3 separate regions of the Zea mays genome follow, and regions 2 and 3 are each linked to region 1. A link is a contact called in public Hi-C data. All regions are on one chromosome and are shown on one strand. Each heading gives the region's core, a stretch centred on a gene start, on an enhancer-like site or on the middle of the called end of the contact. The rest is flanking DNA. Distances are from core to core; before and after follow the strand shown. Region 1 holds the start of LOC103644017. Region 2 holds the start of LOC100284570. Region 3 holds the start of LOC100283635 (strictosidine synthase).

Region 1 (4,537 bases), core at 1,105-3,604:
AAGCAGTAGTTATTTGTTTATTTCATCTCTTCTCTCCTCTCCTCTCCTCTCGATGTCATATTACTGCTTTTAAACTAAGGCAACACTACTAGAGGCACTTTTAGATGATAAGTTCATGTATTAAGAATCTGAGCTCTAGCCCATTGAAGATGATAATTGTTCGTTGTCTGAAATTCCTCTATTTGTCCTCTATATATGTCTGAAATTCCTAAACAACATTATGTCCATGTTTGTATGTTAATATTTTTTGGTCATTATGTCATGAGTTTCTGTTAATAGTCTGAGACTGTCTCCAGCAGCGTCCCCTAAATTCCATCCTCTAAAGGAATATTCTCTGTCCTTTACAGAACACTCTAAAAAATTTCACCCTCTAAATTTTCTTCATCTCCAGCAATGTTCTCTAAATTTCGTCCTCTATATCTACAGTATTAACAGAATCCATAAACTACAATATTTATTCAATGTTTTTTCTTTTATTTCACTAGGATTAATCGTACAAAGACATAATTAATTTTATTTTCTCAGTATCTACTCGAACCCACTAGAACGAGTGAGGACCATCATCTAACATCGTGCCAGAGAAGAAAAGGCGGATGAAAAAAGAACAGAGTAGTGCTACGCCGGCTTGAGCATATCGTCGAGCACCATCTGCGTGTCATCCTCGGCATCGCCTGCATTGCCTGCTACACGAGAGCTGATTCAAACTTCGGCTGCCACACGAGTTCGAGGATGGAGCAGGGGATGGAAGGTCCAGCATGACCTCAATGGCGAGCGGTGGTGCCTGCATGGCCTTGGCCATCCCCGGCGGCGCTGCGCCTGCGAGCAGGGAAGAGCAGCATGACGAGCGCGTTCCATACCGCCTTGAGCTCGTGTTCGGCAACTCGGCGAAGTGCACGGTCGCAGAGGAGACGGCCGACGAATGACAGTCGGTCGTCTTTCCTCCTCCACGACACGCAGCCACGTGCTCCTTCTCCCAGGCATCGGTCGTCTTTCCTCCTCCATGGCGCGAGCTGACTTGCTAGATGGCTGTCGCGATGTGTGTGGGCGCCAGATGACTTGCGACGACGCTGGCCTGCACGGTGATGGGGGATAGCATGGTCGAGGTGCTCTGTGCTGCCGCAGTCTCCAACGAAAGCTCCGAAGGCCATGGCGTGGTGGTGGCTGGCTGTGCGTCACAGTGTGTTGCAACTCCTCCTTGGACGATGCGAAGGACAGATAGCGGATGAACAACGATTCTCCACCTTTAGCGGCTGTCAGGGGGCTCCTCTAAATTAGCGAACCTCTTAGCGGACGTTGTTGGAGCGGATAGCGCATGTACCGAACGCTAAATTTAGCGTACAGATCGGTTTACCGGATATTGTTGGAGTCAGCCTGAATACTAAAGCAGGTGATAGGCATCATTATGTCTAAAATTCATATACACATTGCTTATGATTGTTTGAGTATTATACCTGTCATGAGTTTTTATATTAATAGTCTGTCATGAGTTTTTATATTAAAAGTCTGAATAGTAAGGCCCGTTGTACATTGTAACACCTGAGTTTAGTTGTTGACTCTAAACTTTGAACACATTTTTTTACCAAATACAATATCAAATGTAATTTTACTACTGTGATTAAGTTGCATCACATATTCACATCAGTATTATTGTGTTCTTCAAGAAAGTCAATCTCAGTGATCTTTTAGTCATAAATTTGCAGTAGTTTGGTTGATCTATTCTTTGGCTATGCGCCTTCAGGGATATTTTCTCCGTATTCTATCCAAATGTTCCTTTCTAATTTAATTTTATATGTCTATGCAACCAAAGTTGTCTTAAATTTATTGTATTTTAGTTTGTTAGGAATTTTTATATAGTTACAAAGCTGTTAATATTGTTTCCTCATGCTACCCGGTGTCTCGGAAACATTTGTCGTGGAAAACATAACTTTGAACATGTACGGAGGTTTTCTCTCTATGATGATGTACTAGCTATATATGTTGTTTAATGACTGATGGTTTGGTTGGTTTTGTGATCGAGCATGTCTGCAACCCAATATTTTAATTATGCTAGCTTTTCCTTTGCCGCTTCTTTCTGTCTTCATTACTTAATGGCCTCCAATCAGCTACTATCGAGATTAACACATCAAGCTTCAGCCCACGGTCCATTCATTCTTCGATAAAATGTACCTTAAGAAATGCTATAATGCATTAGTTAGATTGCTGCTAAAATAGACGTAAATTATATTGCTTAAACAAGATCTAACTATGTGATATATAAAAACCATAACAGTACAAGAGCAACTCACCTAGAAATGGATTACAACATCTTTTCTCGTAACATTATAACACGTACTGGTGTATTGTGTCAGCGGTGTAACGTACATGTATAAGGCTAGCTAAAGAGATTTAAGGTTTGTTTGGTTCGTGGCTAACCGTGTCACACTTTGTCTAAGGTTAGTCGTCCGAATTGAAGAACTAATCTTAGGCATAAAAGTTAAAATGTGACAATTTAGGCAGCAAATCAAACATGACACTGTGCGCACCAGGTACGTTTCCCTCTAACTTTTAAGAAAGAAACTACCAATATGAATGGAGTTTTTCTCCAACTTCTCGTCGGTCCGCTTCTTCTCATGGATCCGTCCGCCCAGGCCTCCGCCGCCTAGCCGCAGTCGGGCTCCTCCTCTGTTCCACCGCAAGCTCCTCGTCCACGCGCTCCATTCGTCCCGCCGTTTCTCCTCCCTGCGCCGACGCCGGGCCCACCTTCGCACGCGGCTGTGGGGCCCGCCTCCTCCAGCCACCGCCGTCGGGGTCGTCTTCCTCGCCATCAACTGCGCCGCGCCGGTCATCTCGTCTTGTTGCGTCTGGGTGTCGCGGCAGCTGCTGGACGGCGGCGGCTACCTCATCTTGGTCCTCGTCGTTCTCTTCTTCCTCAACGGGAAGGACAAAGCGGCGGCGGATTTGGGGTCTTGTCTCCCAAATTCAATTCCTCCCCGAATCTAACCGCCGACGTCGCTACCACGGTAAGTCTCCTCTTTTTCGCCGCTGTTTCACGCCCATTCCTGCGATTTAGGGTTCCTGATTGCGCATTTCCCCACCGCATTTGATTGAATATACAAGCTTGCCGTTTTCTCTGCAGGATCACCGTGGAACCCTGAGTCTGTCGCGGGTTTTGGCATGCTATAGCCGCCAGCCTGCAGCAGCGATCGTCTCGGTCTTGGGCCCCCGGGCTAGCCATGTCGTGGGGACGGTTCAGCTTCACTCCTCAGCAGGGGCCCACGCTGACGCGGCGAACGCGGGTGTTCCCTGCGCACAAGCCCGCACCTCGCAACGTGGTGGTCATCGATGAGGACGATGATGGTGATGTTATCATTATGGAGCGCGCAGCTGCGCGAGGTTCACCTTCTGCGGCGGCGGCACCAGGATCTGAAGCGAGGAAAGGGGGCGGCTTCTCTGGTGATGTGATCAACATAGATGATGATGAAGATGAGAAAGATGGTACCAGAGGGGATAAAGCAGGTCCTAGCATGTCCTGTGCCTCTGGGTCTCCAGTAGCGATGACCCCAGGCCGGGGTTCTCCCAGGAACCGATATGGGTTTGATTGCTCGTATGACAGCTCTGAGAGCAATTTGACCAAAGGATGGGACTCTGACACTGATGACGGCTCTGATTGTGAGATTTTGGATGACACGGCTGGTACAGCCCGTGAGATGTGGGAGACGGCTGCTTCCAGAAAAAAGCCACCTCATGGTGTCGACGAGTGTGAGGATGGTGGTGCTACTGCATTCGCGTCATGTGCTGGGTTGGAGACACAACCAGGTAAATACTCTGAGCATCTCTTTGGTGCTGAACGCCATCCAGACGAGAGTATGTCTTGGTTTTACAGTGCTGCAAGCAAGTATGGCTCTCAAAATAGTAGTGACAGTACAAAAGAAAGCCCTGGGCATGCTCAAAGCAGTTCTGGCACTGAAAAGGGTGTCCATGGCCCTTCTGTGCCAAATACTGAAGAATGCTCTAATGGAGATTTTTCCAGTATAAATGGTAGAGAAAGCGCACAAAATCGAAATGGCAGTGGAAAGGATATCCCTACTGAATGCCATCTCAATGATAACATATCTCAAAGTTTTAGCGATGCCCGTAAGGAAGGTCTTCAAAATAATACCGGCAGGTCAAAGGATCACCATGACCAGTTTTCAGCACCAAATGTCAAAGAATGTTCAATGGTTGGTTCTGAAAAAGCTTCAAGAGGGGTTCAATTACCTCGCCCTGATGAAAGCTCTGCCTATAACTTCGCTCCTGCAAATAGGTTTTTTTCTGGAATCTGGTCAGTGGATAGGAACGATGGAAGTCCTCCAATTTTTGTCAGTACTCCTGAAAAGGTTGATGAGACAATACCTGATGATGTATATTCACAAAAGTATCCATCACCACCTGAAGCTTCCTACAACACAATTTTTTATTCTGCTCAAGATAATGGTCTGGCCAAGGGTAAGGATTTGCTTCAGGATCCTGAGGAATTAGGGCGGTTTGCTTCAGTGATCGGTGAACGTGAAAAACACAA
Region 2 (4,389 bases), core at 404-2,903, 380 kb after region 1:
GGTCGGTTGCACCCGGCTAGCTAGAATCGCGCGGCGGCGGCGCTCATTGCGGCTGAGTTGTTATGGGGAATATGTACAGGGGGCCTAAGACTGTCCCTAGCAACGTCCCCTAAATTTCGTCCTCTAAAAGAATATTCTCTGTCCTTTACAATACTCTCTAAAAGATTCGGTTCTCTATATTTTCTCCATCTCCAGCAATGTCCTCTAAATTTCATCCTCTATATCAACAGTGTACTATATTTCACATTCTATATTGATTTTTACCAGTCATGTGCACGTGAACGAGCAAACACAATAAATAAGCACAGTGTATAGAGTAGAACCGTACGTCTTCTATTTCTAGCGGATGCATGGCGTGCTCTAAAATTTAGAGGATTCTTTACAGTCTCTTGTTGAAGACAAAAAGTTGCATGCATCCTCTATATTTTAGAGGACAGAACCATTTACAGGTCCCTGTTAGAGGTAGTCTAACCGAACAGCCCCACGCGCTAGAGGCCCAGCAAGCGCGCTGCGATACGGTTTGGTAGGTCCAAGCAAAAGAGGGATTCGACATGCTCAGCGAGAGCAACTGACAGGTGGGTCCCATGTGCCAGCCACAACACTGCACGAGGGGCTGCCCATCGGGGCCCGTGCGTCAGCGCATGGTGACCACACGTGTGCCAGGGCCACAGGGACCGAGTCACTGCCCATGCAGGTCCACCTGTCGGCGCGCGGGGGATGGCGTGAGGTAATGGGCGAGAGGGTGTGTTTCGGCCCAGGTAGGTTCATTCTCTTTCTTTTTTTTCTTTTCTGTTTTCCTATTTCCATTTAAATCAATTCCCCTATCAAATTTCAAGATTTTAAATTCAAACTTGATTATGAATTTTGGCCACAAATCAAATGCACAAATAAAAAGTCTCTCAGTATGAATGCATTCACCATTTTATAAAAATAATTATTATCATTATATATATATATATATATATATATATATATATATATATATATATATATATATATATATATATATATATATCATTTGTTTAAATTAGCATGTCTCATCAACAAAACACAACTTAATAAATTTTAATATAATTTTCCAAGTAACATAAGAACTAACTAACTTCCTTAATGCGTTGTTTAGGGTTTACACACAATACGACATTATACTAGTCTCTATTATATAAAGCATTGGTTCCCATCATCCTCCTTTCGTTTACCTCTCTCTTCTCTTGATAAAAAAATCTAAAATTATACATAAACAAGGATTAACATGATAGTTGTAGCTTCAAACACACATGTCTTTGTGTTTTATATTTTATACTTAAATATATGATAAATAAAAACCGTAGCCACATACAGACACTATACTAGCTACAATTTACTGGTTAAGGTTATATTCCTTCTTTATTTTTTATTTATTGTATTTTATTAGTTTAAAAATAAACTAACATACCACAAATATTCGAGTACGAAGCAGTATAAACTGCAGCGTCAAGGACTCAAGCCTGAAGGGAACGAGTTCACCTGTTCATTCGTCATAAAGCAAAGGCAAACGGGCTTGGCCTCCGAGCCCAACAACGATGTCGCTGTTAGGAAAAAGCACTATTCTCTCATTTTGCCTTTGGGCCCAAGAAAGGAGCGTCCCCAAGTCCTGACGGCTGACGCCATCGACGCGGCGACGCCCTCCAACAAAACCGAAGAGGCGAGGAAGGAACACATGCTCTCTCCGCTGTTCTTGCTGAGTTGTTGTGGACAAAAAGAGCACGAAAGTGGGTAGAGAAAACGGGGGGCAAGCCAACCACACTCGCAGCCAGCCTGCCCGCTCGCCCGCCCGCCATTCTTGCCGATTCGAGTCGACGTCACGCCTCCGGCGCCCCCTTCGGTTGTCACCTCGGGGGTCGCGGATTGGTGGAGGGGAGGATTTGAGCGGCGCGGCCATGGATACAACATCTAGGGCCGCCAAGATCCCGTCGCTCCACCAGACGGAGATCAACTGGGATAAGTAAGCAACTATCCGTCTTGTAATTTTATAGGTTTCCATTTCGTGCCGATTCCCCCCTTTCCCGCGGTCCGTCCTAGTCTCCTAGAGATTTAGCTCCGACCATTGAACAGTGTCCTCCGCCCTAGTCCGAATCGGCTTTATCGCCTAGGTTTAGGAATTGTCGTTTGAGGATTTGACATCTCTGTTCATGCTCTGTGATGACCCAAGGTGGTGCGTCGGCGAGTATGGTGGAATTGATCAGCAGGTATGGAGTATTAGTTGAGTTCTTCGGGTATTAGTGCTTGGGCCGTATTAATATTTCTTTGGGCTGTAATAGATGGATTATCCAGGGCATTAGCCGTATTAGTAGTTGAATTCGAGATCTATAAATACTGTAATGAGTTGTTGAGAGGAGGATATGAAATAAAATAGAAACAGATACCTGAACAAACTCACCTGGTCCCCGTCGGCGTTGTCGTCGTCGTTCCGCAAGCAACTCACGCCCGGCGATCCGCCGCTGTGGCCAAGGGTCATCACAAGTGGTATCGGAGCTGTTGATCCTCGGAGGGTGGTCATCACGGCGCCGTCCACGAAGCCATCCGTTCAGACGTGGCTGATCCTAGAAGCAGTGGCAGGCGTGGAGCAAAAAAGGGAGGAGCGTTGGGAGCGGATGATGCTGGCGGTGGAGCGGTTGACTGGAAGATGGAAACCATGGAGATTGGACAGAAGAAAGCGGAGGAAGATCGAGCACTGATGGCTCGACAAATGGAGGAAAACGAGAGAACCATTGCACAGCTGCGACTGGAGTTGCAGGCGAAGGACTTGGAAGGTAACGAAACAAACTCTGAGCGAGAGATGTGTGCTCCTCGATGGGATGATCGGGGTGGAGGAATGGAGCGTGGAAGAGATCGTAGGGAGCAGTGGGGTGGAGGAAGAGAGGGTAGGACAGGCCCATTTCCGAAGTGGACATTCCCCAAATTTCAGGGCAGTGATCCAGGAATATGGTTTGATCGATGTGTAGATTACTTCAATGTCTATTAGGTGCCGGAGTGAATGTGGGCGAGTTCGGCTTTTATGCACATGAGGGGAATGCGTCAAGGTGGCTGCAGGTGTATAAGTTGAAACATGGATTGTGTGATTGGGGGCAGTTTACACAGGCAGTTAGGGAGAAGTTCGGAGTAGGCGAATATCCTCAAGCTATGAGAGATTTAGTCAATGTGACTCAGCAACAAGGAGTGGAGGAATACTCTCAAGCCTTTGATGATATCAGATATGTCACTACTTTGCATAATTCTGAGTTGGATGAGACTTTCTTTGTGACACTATATCAGGGGGCTGAAACCTGAAATTCAAACTCAGGTCATGGCTCAGATGCCTAAGACAGTGGATAAGACGAAGAGGTTGGCCAAGGTGTATCAGGAGATTTCAGAGAAGAATAGAATGAAGCATCAAAAGGGGCTGGCTCTGAAAACTCAGGTTACAGGAGTAAGGGGAGATAATAGGGCAGGAACATTGTATCCTGAGTTGAGCAAGGAGAGGCAGTTGAGAGACTACAGAAGAGCAAATGGGTTGTGTTTTATCTGTGGTGATAAATTTGAACCAGGCCATCAAGCAAAATGTCCCAAGAGGTTGGTAACTCAACTGCATAATCTGACAGTGGAAGATATGGGTATGATTTTGACTGATGAAGTGTTGCAGAAGTTGGAGCATGAGGAGAAGTGAGTGGAGGAGTTACATCAATTATCCTGGAATGCTATCAGTGCACAGAATGTGATGGATGCATGAGGGTCCAAGCTCTGATTCAGGATCAGATGTTGGTCATGTTGATTGATTCTGGTAGTTCTGCAACCTTTATCAGTCAGCGAATTGTAGCAAAGTTGGGGTTGATCACTGAAGATTGCTCAACTGTGCGAGTTAAGATGGCAAATGGAGCAGCTATGATCAGTGACAAAAGGGTTAAGGAAGTAGTGTGGAGATCTGGGGGCACCTGTACAGCACTGCTATGAGGGTGCTAGATTTGGAAGCATATGATGTGATCCTAGGGTATGATCGGCTGAAAGCCTACAGTCCTATGGAGTGTGACTGGATTAACAAGGTGTTAATCTTTACTGATCAAGGAAAGAAGGTGAGGTTGCAGGGTGATGCAAGAGAGATGCAGGAAGTGCAACAAGTATCTGTGTTGCAGCTGGAGAAATGGATGAAGGGAGAGGAAGTTTGGGTGTTTGTGCTTCTGGAGCAGGTTTCAGAAGAAACAGTTGGGAAAATTGATACAGATCTACAGGAGATTCTAAGGGAATTTGAAGATGTTTTTGCTATGCCTTCGGGATTGCCTCCAGTCAGACCTTATGACCATCACATTCCTCTGTTGCCAGGGTCTATTCCAGTAAACGCAAGGCCTTATAGATACTCTCCAGCTCACAACTGAG
Region 3 (4,588 bases), core at 1,605-4,104, 490 kb before region 1:
TGCTATACAATGAAGTAGAATGGTTGGAGAACCTTGTATGACACTAGAACTAGTAAAAGAGTAGGACTCCTCCCGGGCGACACGGTTGCCTCCTCCCTTGGAAAAAGAAGGTTACTCCTCCACATAAGCCGCTCGGTCGCCTCCTCCCGGGCGACACGGGCGGCCGAAACCCTAGCCGCCACCGGCCCCTCCCTCCACTCCATCCCACCTCGCCGTCACCGGAGAGCGCCGCCGGATGTCCGCGTGGCCCCAAGGAAGGTGGCGGCGGGGCGATTTTGCTTTGGTTTGGTCGCGTCTGCCCGGATCTAGTCGGGTTACCAGGAGGTGGCAACGGCGCGTGTGGGACGGCGACCCTTCGCCAGCGCGGCTGGGCTGGCCAGGGCCTCGGCGGCATCCTGGCGGCAAAGAGCGAGGCGTTTGTATGGCACATCCGGGGGATGCGGGTCCTGGCTGGGTGCCCGCGCAGCAAGGGGGCATGTGGCCGGCAGTGGGTCGCAGGCGCGGAGACGATGCTGTCTGTCGCCCCCAGGGCAGGGAGCGGCGCCGCGCGCGGAGGGCTGGAATCTGGTGCGCGCGAGGTTGGCGGCCTCCGCGTGCCAACCATCGGAGGCGCCGGCAGGTTGGTCCCGGACCAGCGCATGTGCCAGAGTGGTGTTCGGCGTTGGTGCGTCGGCAGGCCTGCGCAGTCGGCCTGAATGGCGGAGGCGGGACCTCCACTCATCCGCGACAACGTCGGCTAGTGGCTCGGGCTAGCGCTAGATGGTGGTTGTGGCGGCGGCCCCAATAATCTTCATCTCTGTGCGGGACGGCGGGGCAGCGGCAACGACGGAGGCAGCTTGCGGTGTCTCGAGGTTTCGGCCAGACACTGTGCTGGGGGCTCTTGGGCGAAAGTCTCGGCGACGGTGACGCCCATGGGCGCCGCTTCCCCTCCTAAGGGCGTCGCATCCCCAGTGCTATCTTCCTTGGGTGAAAGCCCGGTCCATCGCGGACAGGCGACGGTGGCGTCACGGTGACGTTACTCCATTCCTGAAGGCGTCACTTCTGAAGTACGCCTCGGCCACGGCTTTGCCTTCGGCTGTTGCTTCGCTTCTCGGCGCCTGGTATGCGGGTGGAGGTGGGGTTTTGCATCGTGAAGTCGGAGCTGCTACGTCAGGGGATGTGCCTCGGCAACGATAACATGAGACGAACCTCCCTTCTTTGTGGTCCAGTTTGTTTCGAAGGTTAGGCAAATTCCGGAGGCAGGGCGGAGGGTCAAGATTGGAAGTCGGAGCTGCTCTGTGCCTTGAGCCCGACAACGATGACCTATCGAGACCTTTCGCTTCGGGCTGTATGTCTGCTTTTCGTTTGTTTCGCATGTCGGCTGCTTTGGGAAGTCGGAGTTGCTGGATGCTCTGCATCCTTGCTTGACAACGATGACCCTTAGCAGTTTTGCGTGCTCTCGTGTGGGGTTGCCGCTGCTTGTGTTGTTTGGACACTGTGTCGGCGGTGAGTGTGGTGCCGTGTTGATTTCTCAATCCAACCGGCGAGTTGAGTTGTATGGTGTCGGCGCGTTGATGTCACAATCCAACCGTCTGTTGTTTGTTGTTTAGTCCGGTCCGGACCGCTTCTTTTTATTACTATAATCGGCAGCTCTCCCGCCTGGTTTGTTAAAAAAAGAGTAGGACTGTAGCCCTCAAAGAAAGAATTGGTCCATTTTGGGTTTTTATATTCTCCATCTTCAGTTTATTCATTAGGAAAGTATGTGACTGTACCCCTGATGTGAAACATGATGTGCTGAAGAGATCTGACAGATCATAGCATAATGCCTATTTTTTTATAAAACAAATACACGTGTGAGGTGAGTATCGTTTGTAGCATATAAATAATGTTTGCTGACACTTCAATTAGGATGAGTGAAGGTAAACAAAGTAAAGTAATCCAAGCAGACGACCTTCCAAGTTCCAACCTAATGTCAGGATCGTGGATTCGTGATGTTCCCGATCACCTACCCCGTGGTCAGTAGGAATCAAGTTTCAAGTGAGCATCCATCCAAGCACGCAAAGCAGAGGGAAGAGAGCGAGGGCATGTCATCACAGACCGTCTCTGGTAGTGGATGCTGGAGTCCGTGAAGTACACATTGCCCTCGTCGTCGAGATCGAGGTCGTTGGTGAAGTTGAGGCGCACGCCCTCGGCCTCCGTTGCGAGCGGCGTGGCCAGCCCGCCTTCGGGACCGACCTTAAGCAATCCGAAGTAGGCGTCGGCGATGTACAGGTCCCCGGTCTTCTTATCGAAGCGGAGCCCGAGCGGGCGGCCGCAGATGTGCTCGTTGGGGAGGTACTCCACCGGCGAGGCTTTAGGCCCGCCGCAGAGCTCCTGCGTCCAGCGCGGGGAGGCAGTCGCGAAGGGGACCCACCGCTCGCCGTCCCAGAAGACGACCCGGCCGTCGGCGACGCCCGTGTACGGGCCGCGACCCTGAGGGTCGAAGGCGACACTCTCGGGACCCTGCACATCGCCGCGGAACCGCACCTCGGCCCCGCGGAGCCGCTCCCGCTCGTCCGCGTGCGGCGGCATCTCGGCGGGATCGGGGAGGTCGACGAAGTGCGCCTCGAACCCCGGGAAGCCCGCCATGCTGCCCATCCGCAGCGGATCCGTGCCACAGAATGCCGCCAGGACCGCCACCAGCAGCGCCGCGGCCACCACCCCCGGCGACGCCATCCCGCTAGCCAGCGGCTCACCCACTCGCCCCACTCTCCCTCGCCTCGCTCTTGCGGGGCTTCGCTTGGGTTTCTCCGCCGCGCGCAAGCGCTTAGTGATGGGAATGGCACGGCGTGCTTTGCTGCCGCTCAGTGAGGACGGATGGAACGAGGGGTCATCACTTCGACGCGCCGCGGCTGCCGGGGCCCGGGGCTTTTGTATATTTCGCGGCGGAAACTGGCCTGGGTGCGCTGTGCACGGCCAACAAGGTCGCTCGCTGCCTCCTGTGCGCTCCGCACATGTCAACTACCCCATGGATCCCTCACATGCTTCCGCGCCAAGCATCAGCATCACGCATTCACGCATCGCCGTCAGTCCTCCATGCCTGCCACGCCACCGATCACACACACCCGCCCTACATGTCCTTTCGTGTGAGGTGGATGGGCTAACAAGAATACTAACACGAATATTTTTTTACAAAGCATGTCCAACACCAACACTACAATATGATATAATTTTATTTCCTGTATTTTTTTTCAAAATTACATGCTTCTTATAAAAATCATGCATTCTAAAGGGTCTTTAAGGTATTCCCTCCATTTTATTCTTTTTAGTTCCTAAATTAATAAACACACATACTAGAATAGAGATAATACATGTTTCAGTCCTTATATTAATAATTTAAGAACTAAAATAAAATAAAATAGAAAAACTAAAAATTAGTCTCTAGAAATTAAACACCCGCTAACTATAATGGAACAGTGTCCTTTACCATTAAAGTCATGTTCGGTTGTTTGGAATTGGAGCACCCGGATTAATTCCTAGCCAGATTACTTCTCTAATTTATATAGATTTTGATGAGCTGGAATAAATCCTGGCTTATTCCGGTACAACCGAACGGCCCCTAAGACTAGTTTGGAAACTTATATTCTCTCTAATATTTCTGGTGATTAAAGACTAATTTGGTGATGATTAAAGACTAATTTGGTGACTAGAAAAATAGATAGATCCATGAGGGGCTTGTTCGGTTAGAGAGATTGAAGGAATTAGAGAAGATTAAATCGCTTTCTAATCAAAATTAAATAGAAGATAATTTAATCTCCTAACGGATCGGTGAGTCGGGAAAAAATTACTACCGAAAAGAGCCGGAGCCGTTTCAGAAACAGAGCTGGAGGCTGGAAGCCTGGAACCATTCTAGAAGAACCCTAAAAGTGCTAGGATTGGCAGCCAAGCTAGTTTTATGATGAGATGCGTCCTTGACTGATATACAATTTCAGGAGAAGCGTCCCTGTATGTTAGCTGCAAAGTCAGAACAAGTGGCAGGTACACCCAAGAACAGTTCGAGGTTCTGCTCATCAACCAAACCAACAGAAAAAAAAATATATTGACGCCATGCATTCCATTAGAGACAAGAATCTGGCTGCTAGATGAATTGTAATAATCAATGTCTGGGGTTGGTACAATGGCATATAATTGAGCTCCCAATGGTACATACACGATGATACATATAAACTCAGGCACCTATACCTACTACAAGGCACTACCACAGCTGAAACAGTGCACAACAATGGCAGAAAGGAAATGACAACTCACGCTACACATTCTGCTAAGGGCAATAATTTTACAACTTGGCTGGAATGCCTTATTGTGCTTCTGACAACTGATACGAATTTCAGTTAACTATGGCCGATTTGATCTAGTACAGTTCCACCTTCAGCTATGGTTCAGACACGCTGCAAGGGGCGAAACCAAGACTTGTTTTCTTCGGCATGTCACAGCAGGCAAGCCCAAAGGCATAAGCTAGACCGTAGGCAACTCCACATGGTTGCCCAGCTTTTTTGTTACCATATCATAAACACTATCTACTTTGGTAGGATCAACCTTAAACAAGACGTGTGCGTCTTCCTTCTTTAGG

What was found. Hi-C and Micro-C count contacts between places; a contact is called where the count stands out from the background.
Region 2: a contact with region 1 is called in a Hi-C map of leaf, with 4 times the contacts expected there. The contact joins the promoter of LOC100284570 here to the promoter of LOC103644017 in region 1. A contact is called at or near these places in 2 of 25 Hi-C or Micro-C datasets (bundle sheath and leaf).
Region 3: a contact with region 1 is called in a Hi-C map of ear, with 2.5 times the contacts expected there. The contact joins the promoter of LOC100283635 here to the promoter of LOC103644017 in region 1. A contact is called at or near these places in 2 of 25 Hi-C or Micro-C datasets (ear and leaf).

Annotation. Positions count from the first base shown.
Region 1 is chr1:283,834,990-283,839,526 of Zm-B73-REFERENCE-NAM-5.0, forward strand. It overlaps LOC103644017, which reads left to right and starts at 2,355. Exons shown (of 5, transcript XM_008667207.3): 1 at 2,355-2,999; 2 at 3,116-4,537. The coding sequence starts at 3,213.
Region 2 is chr1:284,211,560-284,215,948 of Zm-B73-REFERENCE-NAM-5.0, forward strand. It overlaps LOC100284570, which reads left to right and starts at 1,654. Exons shown (of 6, transcript NM_001370665.1): 1 at 1,654-1,984. The coding sequence starts at 1,920.
Region 3 is chr1:283,340,982-283,345,569 of Zm-B73-REFERENCE-NAM-5.0, forward strand. It overlaps LOC100283635 (strictosidine synthase), which reads right to left and starts at 2,855. Exons shown (of 3, transcript NM_001156536.2): 1 at 2,078-2,855. The coding sequence starts at 2,694. LOC542031 reads right to left here. Exons shown (of 12, transcript NM_001111676.2): 12 at 4,092-4,588. The coding sequence ends at 4,474.